Regions from separate parts of the Mus musculus genome. Here region 2 is linked to region 1. A link is a contact called in public HiChIP or PLAC-seq data. All regions are on one chromosome and are shown on one strand. Each heading gives the region's core, a stretch centred on a gene start, on an enhancer-like site or on the middle of the called end of the contact. The rest is flanking DNA. Distances are from core to core; before and after follow the strand shown. Region 1 has its middle 44 kb from the start of Pcmtd1. Region 2 has its middle 59 kb from the start of Gm23274.

What was found. HiChIP or PLAC-seq counts read pairs in DNA pulled down with a chosen protein or histone mark.
Region 2: an H3K27ac HiChIP or PLAC-seq map of embryonic stem cells shows a contact between it and region 1, with 16 read pairs. The contact joins two enhancer-like sites. A contact is called at or near these places in 1 of 15 datasets of contacts at CTCF or cohesin (the NIH/3T3 cell line), 1 of 484 Hi-C or Micro-C datasets (olfactory sensory neurons), 2 of 115 datasets of contacts at active chromatin or transcription factors (both in embryonic stem cells) and 1 of 9 other capture datasets (embryonic stem cells).

The regions. Positions count from the first base shown.
Region 1 is chr1:7,041,096-7,048,629 of GRCm38.p6, forward strand. No RefSeq gene overlaps it. Among named protein-coding and RNA genes, the nearest start is that of Pcmtd1, 44 kb to the right of the region's middle. Within about 2 kb of position 4,001, at least 12 of the 459 cell types and tissues checked have an H3K27ac peak or open chromatin away from gene starts, as enhancers often do. A contact at or near this core is called in embryonic stem cells, where this site is marked.
Region 2 is chr1:7,202,776-7,210,309 of GRCm38.p6, forward strand. No RefSeq gene overlaps it. Among named protein-coding and RNA genes, the nearest start is that of Gm23274, 59 kb to the right of the region's middle. Within about 2 kb of position 3,701, at least 98 of the 459 cell types and tissues checked have an H3K27ac peak or open chromatin away from gene starts, as enhancers often do. A contact at or near this core is called in embryonic stem cells, where this site is marked.

The sequences.
Region 1 (7,534 bases), core at 2,751-5,250:
GATATTAGTCCCCTATCAGATTTAGGATTGGTAAAGACCCTTTCCCAATCTGTTGGTGGTCTTTTTGTCTTATTGACAGCATCTTTTGACTTTTTTTTTCTTAGTATCTTTGCAATTTTATGAGGTCCCATTTGTCGATTCTCAATCTTATAGCAGAAGCCATTGCTGTTCTGTTCAGGAATTTTTCCCCTGTGCCCATATCTTCGAGGCTTTCCCCCACTTTCTCCTCTATAAGTTTCAGTGTCTCTGGTTTTATGTGGAGGTCTTTGATCCACTTTGTACAAGGAGATAAGAATGGATCAACCCGAATTCTTCTACATGATAACCACCAGTTCAGCCAACACATTTGTTGAAAATGCTGTCTTGTTTCCACTGGATGGTTTTAACTCCTTTGTCAAAGATCAAGTGACCATAGGTGTGTCAGTTCATTTCTAGGTCTTCAATTCTATTCCTTTGCTCTACCTGTCTGTCATTGTACCAGTACCATACAGTTTATATCTCAATAGCCCAGTAGTACAGCTTGAGGTAAGGCATGGTGATTCCACCAGAGGTTCTTTTATTGTTGAGAATAGTTTTTGCTATCCTAGGATTTTTGTCATTCCAGATGAATTTGCAATTCAGTTGGAATTTTGAAGGGGATTGCATTGAATCTGTAGATTGCTTTCAGCAAGATAGCCATTTTTACTATATTAATCTTGCTAATCCATGAGGATGGGAGATTTTTCCATCTTCTGAGATCTTCAATTTCTTTCTTCAGAGACTTGAAGTTCTTATCATACTGATAGTTCACTTCCTTAGTTAGAGTCACACTAACGTATATTATTTGTGACTATTGTGAAGGGTGTTGTTTCCCTAATTTCTTTCTCAGCCTATTTATTCTTTGTGTAGAGAAAGGCCACTGATTTGATTGAGTTAATTTTATATTCCGCTATTGCACCAAAGTTGTTTATCAGGTTTAGGAGTTCTCTGGTGGAATTTTTAGGGTCACTTATATATATCATCATATCATCTGTAAAGAGAGATATTATGACTTCTTCCTTTCCAGTTTGTATCCCCTTGATCTCCTTTTGTTGTCTAATTGCTCTGGCTAGGACTTCAAGAACTATATTGAATAGGTAGGGAGAAAGTGGGCAGCCTTTTCTAGTCCCTGATTTTAGTGGGATTGCTTCAGGTTTCTCTCCATTTACTTTGACGTTGGCTACTGGTTTGCTGTATATTGCTTTTATTATGTTTCGATATGGGCCTTGAATTCCTGAATTTTCCAAGACTTGTATCATGAAGGGGTGTTGGATTTTGTCAAATGCTTTTTCAGCATCTAACAAGATGACTGTGTGGTTTTTGTCTTTGAGTTTGTTTATATATTGGATTATGTTGATGTATTTCCATACATTGAATCATTCCTGCATCCCTGAGATGAAGCCTACTTGATCATGTTGGATGATCATTTGGTGTGTTCTTGTATTTGGTTTGTGAGAATTTTACTAAGTATTTTTTCATCGATATTCATAAGGGAAATTGGTCTGAAGTTCTCTTTCTTTGTTGGGTCTTCATGTGGTTTAGGTATCAAAGTAATTGTGGTTTCATAGAATCAATTGGGTAGAGTACCTTCGATTCCTATTTTGTGGAATCGTTTGAGGAGAATTGAAATTGGGTCTTTTTTGAATGTCTGATAGAACTCTGCACTAAACCTAGCTTGTCGTGGGCTTTTTTTGGTTGGGAGTCTATTAATGACTGATTCTATTTCTTTAGGGTATAGGGGACTGTTTAGATCATTAATCTGATTCTGATTTAACTTTGGTACTTGGTATCTGTCTAGAAAATTGTCCATTTCATCCAGGTTTTCCTGTTTTGTTGTGCATAGGCTTTTGTAGTAGGATTTGATGATGTTTTGGATTTCCTCAGGTTCTGTTGTTATGTCTCCTTTTTCATTTATGATTTTGTTAATGAGGATACCGTCTCTGTGCCTCTAGTTAGTCTGGCTAAGGGTTTATGTATTTTATTGACTTTTCTCAAAGAATCAGCTCCTGGCTTTGTTGGTTCTTTGTATAGTTCTTTTTGTTTTTACTTGGTTGATTTCAGCCCTGAGTTTGATTATTTCCTGCCGTCTACTCCTCTTGGGTGAATTTGCTTCCTTTTGTTCTAGAGCTTTTAGATGTGCTGTCAAGCTGCTAGTGTATGTTCTCTCTAGTTTCTTTTTGGTGGCACTCAGAGCTATGAGTTTTCCTCTTAGGACTGCTTTCATTGTGTCCCATAAGTTTGAGTATGTTGTGGCTTCATTTTCATTAACCTCTAAAAAGCCTTTAATTTCTTTATTTCTTCCTTGACCAAAGTATCATTGAGTAGAGTGTTGTTCAGTTTCCACGTGAATATTGGCTTTCTATTATTTATGTTGTTATTGAAGATTAGCCTTAGTCTGTGGTGATCTGATAGTATGCATGGGATAATTTCAATATTTTTGTATCTGTTAAAACCTGTTTTGTGACCAATTATATGGTCAATTTTGGAGAAGGTACCATGAGATGCTGAGAAGAAGGTATATTCTTTTGTTTTAGGATAAAATGTTCTGTAGATATCTGTTAAATCCATTTGTTTCATAACTTCTGTTAGTTTCTATGTGTATCTGTTGAGTTTCTGTTTCCAGGAACTGCCCATTGATGAGAGTGGGGTGTTGAAGTCTCCCACTATTATTGTGTACAGTGCAATGTGTGCTTTGAGCTTTACTATAGTTCTTTAATGAATGTGGATGCTCTTGCACTTGGAGCACAGATATTCAGAATTGAGAATTCATCTTGGAAAATTTTATCTTTGGTGAGTATGAAGTGCCCCTCCTTGTCTTTTTTGATAACTTTGGGTTGGAAGTTAATGTTATTCGATAATATAATGGCTACTCCAGCTTGTTTCTTTGGGCCATTTGATTGGAAATCTGTTTTCCAGCCTTTTACTCCGAGGTAGTGTCTGACTTTGTCCCTGAGGTGGGTTTCCAGTATGCAGCAAAATGTTGGGTCCTGTTTATGTAGCCAGTTGGTTAGTCTATGTCTTTTTACTGGGGAATTGAGTCCATTGATGTTAAGAGATATTAAGGAAAAGTAATTGTTGCTTCCTGTTATTTTTGTTGCTAGAGGTGGGATTCTGTTCTTGCAGTTATCTTCTTTAGGTTTGTTTAAGGATTACTTTCTTGCATTTTCTAGGGTGTAACTTCCCTCCTTGTGTCGTAGTTTCTCCTTTATTATCCTTTGAAGGGCTTGATTCGTGGAAAGATATTATAAGAATTTGGTTTTGTCATGGAATACTTTGGTTTCTCCATCTATGGTAACTGAGAGTTTTGCTTGGTATATTAGCCTGGACTGACATTTGGGTTGTCTTAGGGTCTCTATAACCTCTGTTCAGGATATTCTGGCTTTCATAGTCTCTGGTAAGAAATCTGGTGTAATTCTAATAGGCCTGCCTTTATATGTTACTTGACCTTTTCCCCTTACTCAGACTGGACTCTGAGAGACCGGGATACAAGATCAAGTCTTGGCTGATCTAAACAATTAAAAAAGAAAAAAGAAAAAAAGCAAAGAAGAAAGAAAGAAAGTAAGAAAGAAAGAAAGAAAGAAAGAAAGAAAGAAAGAAAGGAAGAAAGAAAGGAAGAAAGAAAGAAAGAAAAAAGTCTTTTTAAAAAACATGATCTTAAATACCCAGCAAAAGGTTATAGCCAAATGTAGAACAACTGGTAAAAATGTAGAACAAACAATGAAAGAATACTAGATTTTTAAAGAAGACACATCTCTAAATGTAGACGAGGAATAGGGCAGGAAGGAAAATCAGACACTGAAGCAATTTCCTTGGAAATGTCTCTTTCCTTATTCTGTGTCTTAGTTGTCACTTACTACTGTCCAGTTCTGTATTTTGGATCACACCAGAAAGTGCCAGACAGCATGAAGAGTCTAGGGATGTTAGATCAGACAAACAACTTGGCAGTCTATGGTCATAAAGGACAAAGACAGTCTAAGATAATCTGCAACATTACTCCTCTCCCAAAGCAGGAATTCTAATCCTTCAGCCCTGTAGAATTTTTAACATAGGTGTGGCTGCCCCTCTAACCCCAACATTAGTTCATATGATTGGGCCACTTGAAAAACAGGACTGAAGAATAAATCTTTATGACATGGAACTTAGACTACCCCAAGATATATATAAACCTGCGGGGCAGACTACACCCAAGTGGTGACAATTATCCATAACTGGGAGGGCAAAAACTGCAGCAGAAACAACCAATGTGAGAACCATCTTGTACCTCAACTGTGACTGCAACAACAGACCTTTTCAGGATGAACTTGCAGGACCAGAACTAAGGCAGTGATCAACAGACCACACCTTAGTTACACATACCTCTTGCCTCCCTGCCTGTAATGCCTATGTAGATCAACTTCCTGCCTCTGCCTTTTGAGTGCTGGTATTACAGGCTAATACCATCATGGACAGCTTCTCCTGCCCTGTTTTACTTTATCTGAACATAAAGCTGTTACAGGTACCCCAAAGACAAATTCAGGGTCACAAGATCCCTTTATTGCTTCCTCTTTTCAAATGTGGACATGATGAATAAAGCGCTTTTTACCTAACTTCTTACTTGAGATATTCGTGCCAGGTGTTTGAGCCTAGAGGCTGCTAGACCCCAGGCTCTGCCTTAAAAACTGTAGTTACATTAGTTTTACATTGGTAGGTACATCAGTGCCTACCAATACCATCTTTTTCTTTTTTGTAATTTCTTTTATTTTTTTTTACAGTCAATCTGTTGCCCATCTCCCAGTCCCAGCTCCTTATCCCATTCCTCCTCCCCCCAGTCTCCAGAGGATGCCCCCACCAGGCATCCCCCAATACCATCTTAAATCAAGAAAGTGTTCTCCTAACACCAAAATGGGAATAAATGTGGTCATAATCCACCAACAGAAACCAGATTGATCTCAAAGTGCACTGATTCTTCAAACATGAATCCAAACAAGACTTTTTCTACATCTACCATCACTTTTGTAGGAACTTTCTTGATTTAAGATGGTATTGGGGGCCGGGGGCGGGGGGGTGGGGGTGCACGCCTTTAATCCCAGCACTTGGGAGGCAGAGGCAGGTGGATTTCAGAGTTCAAGGGCAGCCTAGTCTACAGAGTGAGTTCCAGGACAGCAAGGGCTACACAGAGAAACCCTGTCTCGAAAAACCAAAAATAAATAAATAAATAAATAAATAAATAAATAAATAAATAATAATAAAGATGGTATTGGGGGATTCCTGATGGTGGGGGCTTCCTCTTGGAGACTAGGGAGAGAAGAAATGGGATAAGAAACTGTGGGAAGGGGGACTGGGAGGAGGGCAATAGCTGGACTATAAAAAAATAAAAGTAATTAAAAAAAAGAAAAAGATGGTATTGGGCTGGTGAGATGGCTCAGTGGGTAAGAGCACCTGACTGCTCTTCCGAAGGTCCAGAGTTCGAATCCCAGCAACCACATGGTGGCTCACAACCATCCCTAACAAGATCTGACTCCCTCTTCTGGTGTGTCTGAGGACAGCTACAGTGTACTTACATATAATAAATAAATAAATATTAAAAAAAAAAAAACTATTAAAAAAAAAAAAAAAAAAGATGGTATTGGTAGGCACTGAAAAGTGATTTAAGTAAGGAGAAATAACAGCTTAAATATGGGCATCATAATGTTGAGTAGTAAGTGCTTATTAATTAAAACTGTCCTTTAAATTATCAGCAATGAAATTTTAATAACTTGTAAAATATTAACATTGAGTACAATTAATTTGCTAATAAAGTTAGTATAGGAAGTGACCTTCCATCAGATAATTTAGTTATCCTTATTTATGGCATGGCACAGTATATTAAGACTATAGATTAGAGCAGGGGGTTGGAGAGAGAACAAGAAGGGAGTATGTGTCTAATTTCTGGGGATTAATCTCAGTCACAAAGTAAAATGTGAACTCTGGCAATTATGGCAGTGTCCACAGCATTGATGCTGGATTCTCTCAGTGAAACTGGCTTGTAGGAATACCTTAAGTATGAAACAGAAAGGCAGGAGTCTTCATTCTATAATCTACCAAAACAGAAAGTCAAAATTAATTGAAACTTTTTTTACAGGTCGGAAAGGAAAAAAGAGTCGAAAAAAGAATCGAAGTGACTTTCATAATGTCACAAAGGGGACTGAGGGACTTGAACGGAAATTTTCAGACAGGCTCCATTGACCTTTTGTGATGCCAGGCTGCCTGCAAAAAACCAGTCAGACCACTGTCTTTCTGTTTAGAGGAGGCCTGCTTTACAAATGTGAGAAACCTGCTAAGACCATTTGTGGCTTTAAGAGCCTCCTCTGCCTCCATTTACATATCTACTGTCTGCCTTCTGCCAAGCCACAGAGCAGTTTGAAGGACAGCTTCAGCATTCCTACAATACAGGGCTGTGATGTTGCATTGGTTCAGGAACGTTTGCATGTTCTTTTTGTTTCACATTGGCCCCAGGCATGTACTCTAAGCTTCACTCTCAGCTTTTTTTTTTTTTTTTAATTATTATTATTCTAGGGAGCATAGTGGATCACAACAGTAATCCCAATGTTGAAAGGCTCTGGCAAAGAGATCAAGAGTTCAAAGCCCACAGTGGCTTCAAGACCTAGAACATCTAGGCTAGGTGATGCATACATTGTAGTACAGCACTCAGGAGACTGAGGTAGGAAGATTGTTATGAGTTCAAGCCCACCCTGAACTACATATAGCTATGGTAATAGGCCAGCTATGAATATATAGTAGAACCCTGTATCAAAAAACTAATATAATATAATATAATATAATATATATTTTTAAAAGGTGGTGTGGTTCAGTTGTTAGGATGTTTGTCAAATAAACACAAACCTTACATTTGAAGCCCAGCATCACTTACACTTAACGTGATTCTCTTCCCAGAAATTCAAGGTCATCCTTAGTTAGATACTACATTTGAGCCCAACCTAGGGACATGAGATCTTGTCTGAAAATAAATGAGGGGTTGGAGAAATGGTTCAGTATCTAAACCATTTGCTAATCTTCAGCACTCCCATAAAAGCAGGGTGGATATGATGGTCTGCCTGTAATCTCCCTGCTTAGGGGGCACAGACAGGTCATTCTCAGGCTACACTGGTTGTTATCATTAGGGTTTCTGCTGCTGTGAAGAGACACCATGACCTCGACAACCCCTAAAAAAGAAAACATTAAATTGGGGGTGGCTTACAGTTTAGGGGATTTTCTCAGGGTTTGGCATTACCCTGAGATTATGCCTTTCCCTATCGTAGCATGTATCAACTGGCAAAGAATAACAATGGCATGTATTTTAAGTCAAACTACTACGCGGTTAAACATGAGCACATGAAAGGAAAGACTCATTAGGTTTATACATTGGCAATTTATGAAAAAGGAAAGCAGGGCTGACCAGAAGGTTCAGCCTGGAGACACACTTACTTACCACAAAGCTTGATTACCAGAGTTTAATTCCCAATATCCACAGGGTAAAGCGAAAGAAATAACTCTCACA
Region 2 (7,534 bases), core at 2,451-4,950, 160 kb after region 1:
GCTTGAGTCTTTTTATTGGTAAATTAAGTTCATTAATGTTGAGAGATATTAATGACCAATGACTGTTACTTCCGGTTATTTTGATGTTGGTGCTGGTACTGCGTGTGTGTGTGTGTGTGTGTGTGTGTGTGTGTGTGTGTATCTTCTTTTGCTTTTGCTGTGAGATGATTAATTTCTTGTGTTTTCTTGGGTGTATTTACCCACCTTGTATTGGAGTTTTCCTTCTAGTATCCTCTATAGGGCTGAACTAGTGGAAAGATATTGTTTAAATTTAGTTTTGTCATGGACTATCGTGGTTTCTCCATCTGTGGTGATTGAAAGTTTTGCTGGGTATAGGATTCTAGCCTGACATCTATGGTCTTTTAGGGTCTGCAAGACATCTGTTCCAAACCTTTTGGCTTTTAGAGTCTCTGTTGAGAAGTTGGGTATAATTCTGATAGGTCAGCCTTTGGGTGTTACTTGGCCTTTTCCCCTTGTAGCTTTTAATATTCCTTCTTTGTTCTTTACATTTAGTGTTTTGATTATGATGTGGTGGGTGAATTTTATTTCCTGTCTAATCTATTTGGTATTCTATAAGCTTCTTGTATGTTTATAGCCATCTCTTTCACTAGGTTAGGAAAGTTTTCTTGGGTGATTTTGTCAAAAATATTTTCTCGGCCTTTGAATTGGGAATTTTCTCTCTCTTCTATTCTCATTATTCTTATGTTTGGTCCCAAATTTTCTGGGTGTTTTGTGTTAGAAACTTTGGTTTTGGTATTTTCTTTGACTGATGCATCAGTTTCTTCTATTATATCTTCTATACTTCGAGATTCTCTCTTCCATCTCTTATATTTTTTGGTGGTGCTTCCATTTATAGTTCTTGTTCTTTTCCTAGGTTTTTCATCTCCAGGTTGCCTCTGTTTGTTTTTTCTTTATTGTTCTTATTCCTTTTTTCAGGTCTTGAACAGTATTATTCATATCCTTTACCTCTTTGATTGTATTTTTCTGTATTTCTTTAACGGTTTCTTTTATTTGCTCTTTTGAAGGCCTCTATAATTTTCCTAAGATGAGATTTAAGGTCATAGCCCTGTTCTTCAGATTGTTTAGCATATCCAGGTCTTGCTGTAATAGGAGAGCTGTGTTCTGATGGTGCCATATTGTACAGACTCTTGTTGATTGTGTTCTTGTGCTTGTCTTTAGCCAACTGGTCATTCCTGGTAGTCCGCAGGAATAGCATGCTTCTGGAGGCTGGTTGCTGTGGGTGGTAGCAGGCCTTCCAGGAGGCAGGAAGAGCTGTGGTCTGGGATCCCAGAGCACAGGCAGAAATTTGAATTGGAAGACTGGGCTCAAAATAGATAGGACAGACATCAGGGCTCCTGGGCTTGCCAGGGGCCCATCGGCCTGGGGATTGGGGAATGTCTCACTTGGTTGTCCTGGATGGGAGCAGACCTCCAGGGAGGCAGGCATATCTCTGGGCTGGAAAGTCTGTTGCAGATCCTCAATTACAAGTAGCAGTGTTGACCAGAGATGGAACTCTGGAGGCATTTTCTTAATTGAGGTTCTTTCCTTAAAAGTGACTTTAGTTTGTTTCAAGTTGACAGAAAACTATCTAGCATACATGGTATACAGTTATTGATCTAGAAAATGTCTTTTTCTTAGTACCTGTCCATAAGGACCACCAGAAGCATTTGCTTTACGTTGGCAAGGCTGGAAATATACATTTACAGTTTTACCTCAAGGATATAGTAACTCTTTAACCTCATGCCATAACTTAGTTTGAAGGAATCTGTCTCTTCTACAAAATATCACGTTGGTGCACTATATGAATGACATTATGCAGACTGAACCAAATTAGCAGGAGATAGGAACCATTTTGGTCTAATTTGTAACATATATGCACATTAGAGCATGGGAAATAAATCCAGCTGAAATTGAAGGGCCTCACCTTCAGTGAAATTCACCTCAATGAAATTCTTATGAGTTCAGTAGTGTGGGACATGCAGAAATATCCCTTCTAAGGTAAAGGATAAATTATTGCAATTAGCTCCTACCACGACCAAGAAAGACTTGTGTTAAGTGAGTCTATTTGAAATCTGGAGAGATGTATGATTGGACCAGAGCAGGTCACGAAGTTATGAGTAAGTTACATGAACAAGTTGCCTGAATGCCTATGGTTTCTACTTCTATCATAGCGCCATCTGGTGGCAGTAATACATAGGGTGCAGAAGCCAGAGAAGGGGATTGATTATTGGCTTGCTTATCATGGCTTACTCAGCCTGCTTTCTTTTCTGCCCTTTTAAAATATTCATTCTTCTCTTATACATTACATCGTAACTAAACTTTCTTCCCTGTCCATTCCTCCCAATCCCCTCTGTCCTCATTCTCTCTCCCTCAGATCCATTCCTCTTCCATTTCCCTTCAGAAAAGAACAGGCATCCCAAGGATATCAACTGATCATGACATAACAAGTTCAAATAAAACTTGGCACAAATCCTTATCTCAAGGCTGGACAAGGCAATCCACTTAATTGATTACGTAGGAAGTGTGTTCTTTTGGTGTCCTTTTCCTCTCTGGCTCATACAACCCCACCCCCATCTCCACCCCCTTCTGCTGTGTTCCCTGAGCTCTGCCTAATGTTTGGCTATGGGTCCCTACATTTGCTTATATCAGTTGCTGGATTAACTCTCTCTGATGATGTTTGGGCTAGGCTAAGTATAGCAAAATATCATTAGGAATTTTATTTTTCTTTTGTCAGTTGCGTTTGATTCTATCTTTAGTCTCTGTGCTATCCAGCTTCTGGTTCCAGGCTATCCAGATACTGTGAGGCATGGGTTACCTCTTGTGGTGTTGACCAGTCGTCATTGGCTGGGCACATCCAAAAGCCCTGCTTCACCATTGTTTCAGTGCATCTTGCAGGCGGGGAAGGAGTGGGTCATAGATTTTAGGGCTGGGTTACTGTCCCAGTCCTACCAGTAGGAGTCTAGCCTGTTTACAGAAGACAGTTGGTTCAGGCTCTGCATTGTCTATTACTAGGAGCCTGGCCCAAGGTCACTATTAGTATAGGGAATCTATTCTTTCCATTTGAAAACTCCAACACACACTCAAAATTACTGATGTATCTATCTTATCACTTGGAAATAACTCTCATACTCCCTAAGAACCAAATAAAATGAAAACCTTTACACTTTTATGGACATAAGGTTAGAAACAAGGAGAAATAGCTCTTTTCTCTCTTTGAGACATCCCACATTTCTACCTGTCTGTCTTCCCCTTTCCTAGATGTCCTATGCCTCCATCTGTCCCCTCCTCCTTGACAGTCTTGCCTGCTTCTAATCACAGCTCCAAACTTTCCCCTTGCACTTTCTGCTTTCGGGCCATTCAAACTTCTGCCACAGATCTGTAGGAACACCGTGGCTGACTGCTGGGCACTTTGCACCCCGCCCAACCCTAATCCTCAACAGCAAATTACCTCTGGCTAGCCCTGTTCCTACAGTGAGTGAGAGTGCACTGTCAGTACAGCCAGCCCTGCCCTACAACAGGTGTTGCGCTGCGATCTGAGTAAAGCCTTGTGCTCCACCGCCGGTGGCTTGAAACCTCCACAGGCATAGCAGTAACTGTGTGGCCACTTCTCTTCCTCTGAGGCACTGGAGCTACAGATCACACCTCTCAGGCCAGATCATTTTGAGCTATCAATGCAGGCCACGCCCACATCCCTCTTTCCAATCTCCATGACCATGGCCAGTCAGGTCCCTTGCTGCTATAAAATGCCCCACTGCCACCTTCAGTTGTTAACAGCAACCGCCTGCTTTTACCGCCAGCTCTGAAACCAGATTGCTTCCTTTTCCGATTCCCTCTCCAAACCTGAATTCCTCTCCAAGTCTCTGGTGCTCGATAAGCAAGGTGGGTTCTGCCTCTCCAACCGCCCTTAGCAAAGTTACCCAAACAAATCTTCCACCTATCTCCTCTGCTGTTTTGGCCCTTTCCTGCCACTCTCCACTTTCCTCAGTCCCGAAGCCCCACCCCTTCCGACTGCTCGGGGAGTTTGTTCAGATTGCATCAATCTGCACAACCTCCTCCTCTCTCTCTTGCTGCTGCCACTCAAAAGGCTCACTGTGGCTGCCACTCAAAAGGATCACTGTAGTCCCTGCTGTCCCTGCCCACCCTATCTGCAACTCCTTGTCAATGTCTCCTTTAGAATCTGACGGCAGCTCCCCTTCTTTCAGTCGTTTCCATACTCATTTTTGTGAGAGACTGCCTTTGCCCCAATTCTAACCCTTGGGAAAGTGACTGGCGTGGATAGGTCTGTTCCTTTCCTGTGTCCTGTTCTCTTTTGATGAATTTGCCCTATAGCATTACCTTCTTTGTCCTCTATATACTCCTTTCTATTAACCTCCTCCTCCTCCTCCTCCTCCTCCCCCTCCTCCTCCTCCTCCTCCTCCTCCTCCTCCTCCTCCTCCTCCTCCAGGAACCTGGGACAAAGGACTGCTGTGCATATTTTACATATCAAAGCAGACCTGGCCTCCAGGTTCTTCCTTCAAGGCCGGCCTCTACTTAGCACACCCTGCCCCCAACTCAGAACTTTCCAGCCCAAGGGCTAGGCTGCCCTTTCCTCTGAGGCTCCTCCCTATAAAATCTAGACATTCAGGGCGCTTGCACTCCCTCCCCCTCCTTTCTCTTCCCCTCCTCCCTCTTCCCTCCTCTTTCTCCTCTCTTCTCTTTTTTCTGAGTTCACACTCTTTCTCTCCTTCTCTCTCCCTCCCCTCCTCCTCTTCCCCATGGCGACTTCTTTGGCCTTGGTCTTTGGAGCCAGGGAACAGCTTCCCAATAAACCTACCTTTAATATAATCTAATTAGGTTTAAATTGGTTCATTTCACAGGCTTCAAAGAAATAACCTGTCAGTGTGTTTGGGAAAAAGCTTATGACCATACAACTCACCCCATAGGAGCTGCAGCAGTTCCTGATGTAGATTCTACTGAAATTGTAACAACAGACATAACTGCCAGGACAGAGACTGGATCATCACTTGTCTCCTCCCTGACCTGAGGGAGGAGACAAAAAGCTGTGTAAAGATTGTATTTCAACCTTGCAAATGCTAATTCCTATACATGGCAGACTTTGGTATTGTTATTTTTATGTAGCATCAGTGTTTTGTAAATATTCTTCTCAGATTGTAAACATTCACCTTCAGATTGGTCAATAAAAAGTTGGTCTGACAATTAACTGGGCTGAAGTGACTAGGATGGGATTTGGGACTTCCAGATTAGGGAGGGGGTGGGGGGTGGGGAGAGACAGACATGGAGGGAGAGAGGGGGAGGGGAAGAGGGGGTTATAACGGAAAAGGGAAAGAGGGAGAGGGGGAGAGGGAAGGAAGAAGAGGGGAAGAGGACCACAGGAGGAGGACTGTATGGAGAGAGAGACACCAGGAGGATTCCCCATGAGTTCAAGATGATAATGAAAGACCTCTGAAGGGAGACTCTCACTCAAGTCTCGGGATAATAGTGGACCCCCAAGAACTCACAAGAGACAAAACTTGATGCAAACCACGCGAGGCTTTATTCGAGGAAAGCCAGAGCTCTGGGGACGACTTGTATCCCACGCAGGAGTAGAGGAGTCGACCCCGAGGGGAAAGGGGCCCCAGTTTTTATAGGTCTTCAAGGGGGATAGGAGAAGGAGGGAGTAGGGGATTTCCAGATCTAAATAATGTCTATTCTAAAATAATTGATTTCTCAAGAAATGGGTATGGGAGGGAAACAAGGAAGGAGTCTAATGAAGGTGTAGCAACTCCGGATTGGCTCTGACTGTGGTTGCTGGGGAGATTTTCCAACTCTATCCCAGCAACCAATATCACAAACACCTGGCAGTGAGGTGCAGCAGTGGGCACACACCTGGGTTCAAGAAATGGTCAGAACATTGGCAGACACACTCTGATTCGAGAAGCTGCCAGAGCACTGTGCACCTCTATCTTTCTAAATCAGTGAAGTTCTGCCAGCAATGAAATCTATTTTGCCAATTTCAGGGCTTCTGTGACCTTTTACATTCTGTCAGGATCTTTCAATAGAGCAAACATGAGGACACATATGGGCCAGAGTGAGCCAGAGTAAGACCACATTGGCAAGTAATGGAGCATTTGTCTGGTATTAATAGCCTTAGAGAATTAGAATAGCTCAGAACCTGCCCAGCCTAGGCTTACAGCTTGTTAATAAACTTAGTTAAATTACAGACTACAGTGGCATCAGATTGCATCTTAGGCATAGTTTGCCTGGGGTCATCCAGCATCCTGACATCTCCCTTGTACCTCCTGGCCCTGGCACCCAAGGACTGACAGGGCCCGTGCTCTTCTATAGACTGGAATTATATCCATCACTCCCCAGGAGCTTAGGGTCTTACTTCATGTGTCAAGTCTTCTCATCACATTCCTCTAAGATACCTGTGCCCTTGTTTAGTTCTGAGAAAATTCTGGGGTCTCCTGGACTCAGAGATACTTGATCCTAGTATATTCCCTGTATCAAGACATTATTATCATTGGACCCCACCTTCCTCTCATCCACAAACAATTCCTTAAACTTACAATGTTCATTCTACCCCAGCCTTCCACCTCCCAGATCTAAACAAACCTCTCCATCCCTACATTTCCCAAACACTTAAACACTTGGGAAGACTGACTTTGCTTTGTCCCTTGTCTCTACAACTCTATCTGACACTATCCACAGCTGACCTCCCTGTCTATGTTCTCTTGCCACAGTCCCTCTGCTCATCTCTAAATCTAAAAAAAGAAACTCTGGGATCCTCTCTCACAATCTAGCCCCTCAAATATCTCCTTCAACTCCTAAATCTCTTTCACTGTCTTAGATTCCATCCCTCCACACCTTATTGAACATTTATACTCACATTCCTCACCTGTTTGCCCTCTACACTTACTTTTTTTGCCTTAGTGTTCCCCAGATCCTCTACACTCGTGTTGAAAAATTATCAAAGACTTCCAACCCCAACCCTCTCATACACAAGAGAATCCTTTAGCTTCATCTGCTTACACTTTTCATATGGATGGCAGCCCCTTCCTGTCAGTGATGCTAGACTCCATTATCAGTAAAGACAATAATCATGCCGATGCTACAGTCCACCAAACCACCACCCCAATTTTACACTTCACTTTTTCCTTTGCTCCAGAATACCTTAGCCAGATAACCCAGATAAGAACATAACCAACTCTCCTCCAATACAAGATCCTCTCCACACCCTCTGGCTCCCATTCCCTCAAGGTCACTCATTCCCCACAAGTCTCATCTCTCTGCCTACACGACTACTTTTCCTTGGCTAAATGATTGCCAAACATCCACCACCAAATGACTCCCCTGAATTCATTAATTATCCAGATGTCCTTAGACAACAAAGGCTGAATAAGTCCTACACTCCCAATTACAAAACATAGCTAAACCTGTAAGACCCCAATGCAATGTGTTTCTTAGACCCCTAGAAATGAAGCCCAGCATGGAGTTCTTTGTCCTTTTGCCTTCAGCGTGAGAGATGAGCTGTACCTCACCATCCCCATTTTTA